3 separate regions of the Lactuca sativa genome follow, and regions 1 and 2 are each linked to region 3. The links are chromatin contacts, called in public Hi-C maps. All regions are on one chromosome and are shown on one strand. The core of a region is the stretch at or near the end of the contact, and the rest is flanking DNA. Distances in the headings are between cores, read along the strand shown. Region 1 holds the start of LOC111900401 (remorin). Region 2 holds the start of LOC111900406 (probable LRR receptor-like serine/threonine-protein kinase At1g63430). Region 3 holds the start of LOC111900405.

Evidence for each region. Hi-C and Micro-C count contacts between places; a contact is called where the count stands out from the background.
Region 1: a contact with region 3 is called in a Hi-C map of seed, with 10 times the contacts expected there. The contact joins the promoter of LOC111900401 here to the promoter of LOC111900405 in region 3. A contact is called at or near these places in 3 of 4 Hi-C or Micro-C datasets (leaf and seed).
Region 2: a contact with region 3 is called in a Hi-C map of leaf, with 5 times the contacts expected there. The contact joins the promoter of LOC111900406 here to the promoter of LOC111900405 in region 3. A contact is called at or near these places in 2 of 4 Hi-C or Micro-C datasets (leaf and seed).

What each region holds. Positions count from the first base shown.
Region 1 is chr6:10,003,202-10,006,823 of Lsat_Salinas_v11, reverse strand. LOC111900401 (remorin) reads left to right here and starts at 1,282. Exons shown (of 4, transcript XM_023896290.3): 1 at 1,282-1,556; 2 at 1,981-2,068; 3 at 2,137-2,218; 4 at 2,314-2,549. The coding sequence starts at 1,439. The coding sequence ends at 2,514. LOC111900392 (DEAD-box ATP-dependent RNA helicase 6) reads right to left here. Exons shown (of 9, transcript XM_023896277.3): 8 at 3,471-3,544; 9 at 3,023-3,384. The coding sequence ends at 3,306.
Region 2 is chr6:10,352,583-10,356,595 of Lsat_Salinas_v11, reverse strand. It overlaps LOC111900406 (probable LRR receptor-like serine/threonine-protein kinase At1g63430), which reads right to left and starts at 2,020. Exons shown (of 11, transcript XM_023896296.2): 1 at 1,284-2,020; 2 at 1,074-1,206; 3 at 929-1,000; 4 at 712-855; 5 at 426-626; 6 at 288-352; 7 at 1-205. The coding sequence starts at 1,368.
Region 3 is chr6:10,161,783-10,165,639 of Lsat_Salinas_v11, reverse strand. It overlaps LOC111900405, which reads right to left and starts at 2,333. Exons shown (of 8, transcript XM_023896295.3): 1 at 1,647-2,333; 2 at 1,167-1,367; 3 at 956-1,078; 4 at 795-832; 5 at 618-720; 6 at 1-530. The coding sequence starts at 1,724.

The DNA of each region.
Region 1 (3,622 bases), core at 33-2,532, 160 kb after region 3:
ATAGAAACAAGTTACCCTAAAGTATGCGAATAAGACCAAATGTAGAAAATGACTGAAGAATTTGCCCCATGATGCATTTTGATACTGATGAAAAAACTAACATGTTGTATTTGATGTTCTAGTTTTTTTACTATTATTACCGAATATCAATAAAAAAAATTGTTAGGGTGAGATATTGTTGCATTTTTTTTGTATTTTATAAAATTAAAACTTCAAAAGTTCCGTTTTCTAATTTCTAAACATCTTTATTAATAGAAGTCGAACATATAATCATGACATTATCATAAACAGTGACCAAAGAAAGTTAAAAGTGGCACGGAATATTTTCACCTTTGTGCCATTTTTCTTGTTCATCATCTAAAAAAGTAAGGGGGATATTAAATATTTTTGACAACTACCTCCTACCTTCCCCTAAGATGTTGTTTCTTGAGAAATCGATTAAAGAAATGTAACATAATTAATCAACGAATGTTATAACCTTTTTTCTTTTTTATAAACAAGTGAAATTAAATCATGATTTTAATTTTCCTCTCATTTTAGTTCAAGACACACTACATCAATTTTTAAGATCATTTTAGTTTAAATATGTCTAAGAAAAAACCAGAATATTAAAATATATATTATTGGTTATTTTGTTTTTTATAGTTGTTGATTGAGTAAACTATAGCTTTAAATATAATAAGAGTAAAAAACATATATCAGACCTACTAGCCTACTAGGTATTAAAAAAAGGAGGACGTTAATAAAAAAAATGTTGATTAATCAAAGGTCCAGTTGATCGAAAAGTTAGGGCTAAATCAGAGACTTCTAAATGATATATTAAATAGTCTAAGTCTAACCAAATCAGTCTCTATGAATACCAGACATAGTAAAATACATATCAAACAACCTCTAAAAATGTAGATAACAATTTTTTTAGCTTACTTAAAAACATCAAAAGTAAATAAAAAGATGACATACATACTTGGCAACAATCAACATAATATATGCATATTTGAATATTTTTAATTGTAACGTATAAGTAAATCTAAATGGAAAAGTTGAATAACCACATTATTTGTTATGGTATGTTAAAAAAAACTTGCTTCCAAAATACACACGCTTTCTTTTAATGAATTGATTATGAATTAAAAATGTTGGAATATCTTGTTCATGCCAAATAAATTAATTTGTTGCGTAATAATTAAAGGTGTTTAATTTAGATATGGAAAAAGAAACATTGTAGTTTACAAACTTAGTAGGTAACGTTCCAACTGATTGTGATCTCTATGTACCATCTTTGCCACCACCCACTTCTACATTTACCAACCAAACCTACCACATACTTGTCTCTCTTTCTCCCATTTTTGTTTCAATCTTTGAAGCTTTTTTCAGGTTTTTATTATTGTTCATCACAAAATTAACAGGATCAAAGGATGGTGGAGGAAAACCAAGAACCATGAAAGATGTTGCTTCAGAAACCGAATCAACATCAACACCATCACCGGAACCCAAATCAAGTTCGGTTGCAACACCACCACCCAAGAAAACAAAGCCGCCTCATGGTGGTGACAAGAGTAAGCTTCTTGACACTCTCTTGTACAATTTTAACTGCTAGACAGAATTCGCGCTAACAGTGCGCGAATTCGGTCTAACATGTACATGTTATGTATTACAAACTCATACGAGTTTTGTGTAATCGGATAATTTATGAAAAAAATATGCGTTTTGCGCAACTTTGAACCCGTTTCATTTAGGCTATGTTTCTTGATTTTTTTTTTAAATAAAAGGTAAATAACACCATGTAAAACGGCTCATGTTATCCCCCTGGAGGTTAATCACGGAAAAATAACAATGTTTTGGGTGCCCCAGGGTTTGGTTTAAACCCTGGACAAGAATGAAATTTCACATCTTAACGAGTATGTATTGTTTATCATGTGAGACGCATTAGATATTATTTCTCCATTCGTAATTTATATATGTAATTATACCTTTTGTCAGATGTTGGACTTGAAGTAGTTGTCGCAGAGAAGAGAATGGCACTCATTAAAGCATGGGAAGAGAACGAAAAGACAAAGGCTGACAACAGGTACTTGTTGTCTATATATGTATGTTTATATACTACAAGGACATATGTGATAACATGTGTATGTGTAGGGCGTACACAAAAAAGTCAGAAATCGGAGCATGGGAAAATACTAAAAAAGCAATGATAGAAGCTAATCTTAAACAGATTGAGGTACATGTTTCGTATTGATCACTTGAAGAAAAAAAATAAAAAACACAAGGCATGCATATGTATATGTATGATGTGTATGTATGTAAATGGAGCAGGAAAACATAGAAATTGAGAAGGCAAAAAAGAGGGAGGAGATGAAGAATAGGATGGCTGGAGTACATAAAGAAGCAGAAGAAAAACGGGCAATGGTGGAAGAGAAAAGGGGCCAAGACATAATCAAGGCAGAGGAAGCTGCTGCAAAGTTTCGTGCTACAGGCACTCTTCCTACCAAGTTGTTTAAATGCTTTGGCTACTAATTTTTTTCCCACCATATAATATACATAATTACTTATACATGCATCAACTATCAACAAGTTTTACATCTTGTATGGTTTGTTTTATATATGGTTTTTTGTTCGCTAAACCTATATATATATATATATATATGGTTTATATCATACATATATTTATTATTTGTTGACTGCTTGTATAATAGAAGCTCTGGAATTCAACAGAATGCAGTTGATCACACATAATACATATTACAGAGAAAATATCCAAGGAATCAAAAGGATGATGCTTCATTGTTGAAACTTAAAATTCAACTTTAATCTCACCAAAATTTGATCAGTTGATGTGGTCCTAACATCTTATTAACTTCAGTTTAACTATTTAAAAGCGTTCATGGAGATTACATCATATGTTATTAAATCAAAAAAAAAATGTAGAAAAAAAGTTGATCTAGCATTCATCATCCACCAAGATACATTAAACTACTAAACAACAAACAAATCAAGATAGCTCAGACACACAAACACACACATAGGGAAAAAGTAAGCTTTGAATTGATAACCCAACACAAATCTAAAAAATTGTTCATGCATCATTTTTTTTTTTTTTGGTTTTTCGTTTTTGCTCTACTTTTTATCTTTTTTTTTTACCTTTTTTTCCTTTTTTTTTTCTTTTCAAAATATGGAGTACAAACTACAAGCTATCCTCCAGAATCAGGTAAATACAGATCTAGCATATGATATAACAAAGCCTAAACTAAAAACAGAAACAGAAACATAAACATAAAATGTCTCCTACTTGTATTTCATTTTCTCAATCACAGACAGTAAATGGCTTGATCAATTTGGGGAGGAATTTGTTTAATCTCAGTTCCAAGTTCTTGTTCAATCCTATACCTGTACAATTTCCACAAAACCACACATTATTACCATTCATGATGACATGGCATTTAACATTTAACATTTAAATTAAAAATACATACAAGTTAAACCGGTCTTCATAAGTTATCAAATTCACAGCCAACCCCAGATGTCCAAACCTTCCCGAACGTCCAACCTACAAATAAACAATAAAATATATACATAATAATTTTTCATTTTCAAAAAAAAAAAAAAAGGTTTTATTTTTAGTTTA
Region 2 (4,013 bases), core at 771-3,270, 190 kb before region 3:
TTCAAAACTGAAGGTTTGCTTTTGCATCTTAAAACGAATGTGAGAAGAGCGATTAGAAAGAGAGAGGTGATTGAAACTCCAGTCATGACTTCCACAACTAAAAGCCAAACCGGTGGTTTTGAATGATGAATCTTGTAGTTGTCTTGTTCGGTTGGATGTAATCTTGATTTTCCGGCAATCTGGGCTGTTTCCGGTTGAGTGCCGCCTGTATTTAGAAAATAGGACACCTGAATTTTACAAGAATCTTTTTGAGTTTGATTACAGAAAGATGCGAACAATGAACATACCACATTTTTTATGGGTGCGTTGTTTGGTGTTGTTGGAATTCATACAGTTTCCCCGAAAGTTAATCCTGCAAAAATTCATGTTCATGATAACGAGGTGTAACTTGAGTTTTTTTTAGGAAAAGAGGAAGAAAATTTTACCTTGGAAGATGTTCTAAGCATTTGGGTATGGTTCCAATGAAGAAATTGTAGGAGAAATCTGCGACTTTTAATGAAGATGAATTACAAAAACCTGGAATTATCCCATGAAGTTTATTTCTATCCAATCGAAGCTCTTGAAGGTTTTGAAGATTTTGAAGCTCCAATGGCAATTTCCCAGTGAGTCCATTCGATTGTAGGTTTCTGAAATGAATTAGTTTTCAAAAGTAAACACAACATGTTTATTATTTGAAAACTGAAACAGCCAAACCCTAAAATTATGACTTACATTTGAACGATGCTGACTAAATTTCTAATTTCAGAAGGAATTGGACCAGAAAGCTGGTTTTTCCCCAAATCCAAGACTCTGAGGAACTTCAATGATCCAATTGACGTGGGTATCGGACCAATGAGTTTGTTTTCGTGTAAAATCCTACATGAATTACAACTTCTCGATGAGTCTTGGGTTATTCGAATGTGAAATAAGGTGTTGAGAGAAAGCATACAGTTCTTGTAAAGCGGAGAGCTGAAAGAGTTCTTCAGCGATGAATCCCTTTATCGAAGAACCAGAAATGTTACTGTAAATTGAAAATTTAGAACCCCAATTAGCTTCAATTACAACAAGAAGTGTTCGAAAAAAAAATGTCTTACAGTTTTGTAATTTGATTTCCAGAACATGTAACACCGAACCAGTTACAAGGATCTGAATCAAGGCTATTCCAGCTTGATAAAGCCAAAAACGGGTCTTCAAAGATAGATTCTTTGAACGAATTTAAAGCACGAACTGCAAGAATCAAGAACTGGGTTAAACAAATTGAGTGTTTTTTGTTAACGATAAAAATCAAAATTAAAACTGCAAACCTTCAATTGGTTGAACGGCGTCATAAGAGGGTAGAAAGAACCCTAAAGTAACACACAACAGTTGAAATAGAATCAATTGCTTCATGTTCGCTAGCTTTCTTAGTCTCTTTCTCTGTAGAACACTAAGAACTCATCAAAGTAGGAGTCTAGACGAAATTACAGAAACACCCATGGAATAAAGAGAGAAGAATCTTTTTACAAAGCAAAATCAAGAACACTAGGACAAAGGCTAAAGGGTAAAGGGTTCAAACCAAAGAATCTTTTGACAACAACCCAAGAAACGAAATCAATGAAAACATTAACTGAAAAGTTTAAAGCAGCGCCGCTTAGAAGAAAACTTGGATTCGAAGAGAAGTTTAGGTGGCAGAACTGCAGGAGACTTAAAGATTCTTTCTCCCTTTTCGGATAATGGTATTTGTGGAGACTGAAGAGGGAATGTTTTGTTACAGTTACTGATTGATGGGGAATTTATGGTTTAAATTCGTTTTTTTTTTCCTTTCTGGCGAATTTCCCCCAAAAGCGTGAAGAGAATCAAGTGGAGTGAAGTGGCGTTGGGACTTGGGTTTTTGAGTTTGGCAGATCACTTGCTAATCATTGTAGAAGATGGATGAATGGTAAATTGACACTGAATCAGGAGTTCGCTCTGAAACTATGATATCAATTTTAAAAAGGCTAAATCCCAAAAATGTCGAAAAAAAATAGGTCATAGTGTCATAGGATATTCACAATTTTTTGGTTTATCATGATTGTAATTTATGAAAAGTAAGTCCATATTCTAAAAAATCGATGCGACTTATCTTTGTGGTTTCGACAAGTTTCATGCATGATGTCTTAGACTATTAAACAAACTATTATTCTTTTCTTTTTTAAATGTTATTTTCTAATTTTTTTTTAATGTTATCTTTGTAGTGTTCAAATAATTTCAAAACCATTTGGAACATTTCATATAATTTTTTTTAATGTTATATCTATAAAGAAATATTAATAAATTATAAAGTTAATCATTAAAATTACCGAAATTGTTGAAGTTAACCGGAAAATAATCATCTTTAAAATTTTAACAAAAATGAATATGTTTGTAGCTAAATTAACAATTTTATTTATTGTTATTTAGCAAATATTATGTTTAATTATTTTATATAAACCTCTTTAAAAATCATATCATCGCAATGATCTTTTATAGTTGATTTGTATATAATTAAACTAAATAAATTTTTTATTTAGATTTATTTTTAATTATTGTATAGTTAATTTAAGTTTATTGCAGCAATCTGCAAAAGTTAAAAAATAAACAGACTTCTTATTATAGGTTGCAGCCGTCTGGTCCACCTTCTTGTACTGTAGAGGGTTACAGATTTGGTCCGTGTACATCAACAGTTTTCACTTCAAAAAAACAAATAACACATTGTTTTACATATTTTTATAAATGTTATTGAGCATAAGAACGTAATTTAATTTGTTTTCTTCAAATCATTCGAAATAAATTACTAAACAACATATTTTAAAAAAGAGCACATTTTAACATTAGATAAACTACTAAACATTTTTACTAAAAAAAGTTTTTATCAAGCAATCTCAAACACCTCCTCAGGCCTTGGTTATATATTGAGCACTTGACCTCGAACTAAATCTTAGTATTTTTATAAAATAAATAGAAAGCATTAAGTTTGAATGCTGTCATTTAAATTCGTATCCTGTATTATTAAAGTGAAGTACTGAACAAAAGTATTACCTTCTAAATAATGTTACATTATAATGAGGTCCTTCATGTCATATTTAATGCAGCCTCACCAGTCACCCTCGCCCATGTTTTCGCTTTGGAGGTTGTTATCTTGATATTAAATCCCTTCGGGTCACTCTCTCGTCTTTATTGCTTTGGGTTCATCGATATTTAGATCTTTTTTAAGATAGAAATAAATACTACATTATCTTTTGATAATGGCCTTTTTAGTCTTTTAAATTTGATATCTAGCTTATTTCCATTTTATCTGAACAAAAATGAAGATAATAATTTGTTACTATGACTTTATTTTGTTATCTACTCATTTTACTAATTTATTTACGAAGTATACTAGTATATCTGTAAGTCTAGGATCAAGTAAATTTATGGTTTTTTGAATAGCATATAACACATTTTAATAAACGTGTAAACAGTATGTAAATGGAATGTGGAGATTAACGTTCAATGACTTAGTAACAAGTTGTTTTAAAAGAAACATTGGAAATTTAAAGCTTCACTTGTCGCATACATACAAATTACAATCATACACCAACACCACCATCATCCAACAAGGATTTCGAACTGGGTTTTGTTTGTGGTGGGCTACCAATTGGACTTGGGAGTTTGGAAAGCAAAAGATAGTAATAAGTATCTGGGCCAAAGCCTACTAGTCTGATGGGTGGGCCGGGTGGGGTGATCTGGCCATGACCATGTTGGGGTGAACTATTGCTCGATATTCATACGGCGTATGGTGTTATACACTAGTTTATTAAAAATAAAAATTTAATATCAATATATAAATATAAAATATTTTATAATGTAGTACTTTAATAGAATGTAATCTTCTGAAAATTTACAAACGAAATTAAATTGTTTGAAGTATTTATAAGAATTTATTATCAAATTAATAAGATGTTTTTATTTCCTTATAAAACTCATTACAATTTTATGAAATTTTATTTTAAGAAAATGAAAATCCCTAAAAAATGAAAAATAGAAAATAAAATTTA
Region 3 (3,857 bases), core at 1,084-3,583:
TGTAATCTGAGATTGGAATTCAAATCCTTTTCATAGTTAAGTTCTTGTCTCAGTTCATCAACAAGATCCCATGGATCCCCATTGTTGACTTTGACTTTGACTTTGACTCTGGATTCTCCTGAGAGCTTTTCACACACCTCCTTGAACGCGTTTCTTTCTTCTTTAAGTTCATCCACTTCCCTTGAAAGATCCTGACCCTTTTTTCTTTCCTTCACTATCTGCTTACGAAGAGTCTGTAATTCTAACTCTGAAACATCAACTTGTCTAGCCAAAACATCGAGTTCAATTTTGAGCTTTTTGATCATGGCATCTGGTGAACCTTCTTCTGATAATGAAGATTCATCTGTGCTTAATTCAGGAGGTGAACCTTCTAACCAATCCCATTGTGATGCTCTCTCATGTTCATGTTCATGTTCTTCATGAATTGTTGCAGGTGGTGGTTGTTCATGATCAGAACCTGATAATGTGAGATCAGATCCACTGGATGTTCGATTATCTCTGTTAATGTTATCATTCAAAACCTCACAATCCTGTTAAAAAAAAGAGTGTGTTAAAAGTTTACGTTTTTGCCCTTTAGTAATTGTTTACAAAATGGTAAATGAAAAATGAGAACTTACTTCATTAGGATTGCTTTGAATGATTTCTTCTGTATTTCCATTGGTTAATTGAGCCCTTAAACTCCTATCTTCTCGGTTTGCATTTTCACTTTTATCAAAATCCCTGTAAATTTTGTGAGTTTTAAGTTAAATTGCAGGAAATATTGAAAGTAATACTAGTTGAAATATAGATTTTACCTTTGATCTAATGACTCCTGTACCCTTTGAATTGATACCTAAAAGAACACAACCATTAAACATGAAACACGTAAATCCTATTGGTCTTTTTGGCGATTATTCCTGAATGGATTGTAAAATACGTATGAATTAGAGAAAAGGGTAAAGTAGAAAGGGCTAACATGTAAAATAGCAGCACAGTTTGCATTTTTAAGAGGAAGAGATAAAGAAGAGGTCTTCGTAGTTTCAGCAAAACTTGCAAAATCAATTGAAACTTCACCAATTCCACTGGATTTTGAAGAGCCCTACAAAAAGAATAAAAAAAAAAATTAATCGTGTTTTTAAGTTGCTTAATTTTGGATTTTGCAAGGATGAATTTGAAAGAATGTATACCGTTGCAAGAGAAAAGTGATAGATTTTCTCATGAAATTTTCCATTTTTTGGATCTTGAACAAACTTCACAGTTTCACAATGTGGTTTTTCCCAATAACAATTTCCATCTTTGACTTTGGCTTTTTCTAATCTTGTTGTTGGTTTTCCTGTATCTGCTGGAATGATAGATATGATCAAAGTATCGCCTGCTAACTGTTTTAGCTGCATACAAGATCAATAATCCAAGTAAGAATCAAGAGATCGATTTACTAAATTTTACTAGTTTTAGAGATCGAGATGAAAAATGGGGTAAATTTCCGATATTTTGATTTATATATATTGTATAATTGCATTGGATGCCTATAAAAGCTCAAACCTTGAAAGTTTTCTCTTAGTCAATTCAACTTAACACAAAGTGTGCAATAATTCAATCAATCATTTCAATGTAAAGATTGACATGAATGGATTATTGGGAAACGTCTAAGATAAAAGGAGTATTACCTGAGTTACATGAAATTGCAATCTGAATACAGCTTTGATCTTGTTCTTCTCGCTCCTCCATCTCGCCGACTTGAACATTTTCTCTCCCCTCACCGTCTCTCTCTATAAATACATGTATACGAGCTTGTGTGTGAAATGCTTAATTCCACAATGTGGAACTCCAAAATTCAGAGTTCTCCTGAGCTAATTCAAGGAAATCTGCAACTTCATCGGAGCTCCGGCAAGCGGCCGGAAAATCATATACGAACATCCATTATCCTCAAGACAAACTCAATGCGAATTTGCAAATCCAGAGCTCAAACGCACTAATTAAGCTTCAAGAAGTGCAAATAAACTCTCAGTCAAAGATCTTACAACTTACCCATGTTAGTTGTTCCCAAATAATAAAAACCCAGATCAATTCCTGAAGATCATGCTCAACAAACACGTATCAGATCAACAGACATTACGGCATTGAGTGAATTGACAAAATGTGAGTGAATGTCGGAGGTGTTTAGTGAGAGAGGTATCTCTACGTTGTAGAACTCGTGAATGAATTTAAGAATGAGCTTCAAAGCTCACAAAGCAGGTAGAGTAGATCTAAAAAGTAGAGTCCCCTCAACTTCTCTCTCTTCTCTCTCTGTTTCTCTCTCTACAATCATTTTAAAGATTTATGTTATGTATTTGAGTAGTGTATCTACAGTTCGTTGGAGAGAAGCTTACTATTATATATTGTGGCTTAAAAAAAAACAATAAAGAAAAGAGGGGTTAGCTACAAAATAGAAAAAGTGTAAGGGAAGCTTCTCTTGGATTTTATATATTTAATTAATAATTGAGATTTGATAAAGAACCAAAAAGTGTACAGAATTTACAAATCACCCCCTACAATTCAACACAGTATTCAAATTTTATTTCAACTATGAAATATGTTACGTTTGGTCCTTAGTCATCAAGATAACATATTGAAGGCTCTTATAACATCAACAAAAACTAATCAATCATATATAAATAAAGAAGCTGAAAATAATTTATCACAATGTTTCTACCGTTAAAAATGGTATATCTTCTCAAAGAAAAGTACGATGATCATTTTATTATATTGTTTGTCGGATAAAATTACATCAAAGTAATAGTATTATTTTTCTTAGAACCGAAGGTTACTATATGTCTAGAATAAAAACCAGTATATTATATTGTTTGTCGATAATATTACATCAAAATAATAGTATTTCTTTTAGAACCAAAGGTTACTAAATGCCTAGGATAAAACCTAGGACATCCTTGTTAAATATACTGTTAGTGAGGCGGGCTAGCCTCAGCTTATATATATCAAAGTAATAATATTAAAATGACAAATTTTCTTTTGTTGAAAATGGTATATATTTTCTCAAGGAAATTCATAGTATTTGTTTAGACACATAAAAATTTATATATGTTTTCACTATTTACCAAATATCTAAAACATTTATCAGTTTAGTAAGCTTTTTATAAATAATATACTATTTATAAAAATCTGAAAATGTAAAATTATAAATTTAGTTCCATGACTTAAAGGAGACAGTAAAGGCTTCCATTCCTGGGCTGTAGTGTAAATGGTGGAACTAGAAGTGGCAAAAATTGACACGACACGAAACCCGACACGAACCCGACACGAAATAAATGGGTTTGGGTAAGATATTTCAACCCGTTTAAATAAACAGGTTGACACGACACGACACGAAAATTAAATGGGTAAGGTTAGGGTTGAGAATTTCAACTCGAATATGACTCGAAACTGACCCGTTTATTTATATGCAAGTTTTTTGAATTATTTAAATAAACTAGAAAAGATACAAAACCAAAAGCATAAGTAAAAGAAAAATTTTGTATTGGATTGCTTTGTAATGCTGAAATGACTTAGCCGTCTAGATCAAGATTTCATTTCAGTTTTTCCATTCTCTCCCAAACTACCCAGTCTCTTTCACCACTCTCACATCCTCATGACCTTGTCATCCGCCTCTCCAACTCCCACTCTTTTAATTTTGTAATCTAAACTTGCTATGGATTCATCTATTCTGCCTCAAAACAATTAGTTTTTCATTTCCGCCTACCAAACTCCTACTCTTTCAAGATGCTCAATCTTTTAAACTCACATGACACGACATATTTCAAGATATAACCCTAACCCGAAACCCGACACGAACTCGACACGAAAATAAACGGGTTGACACGACACGACACGTTAATTAAATG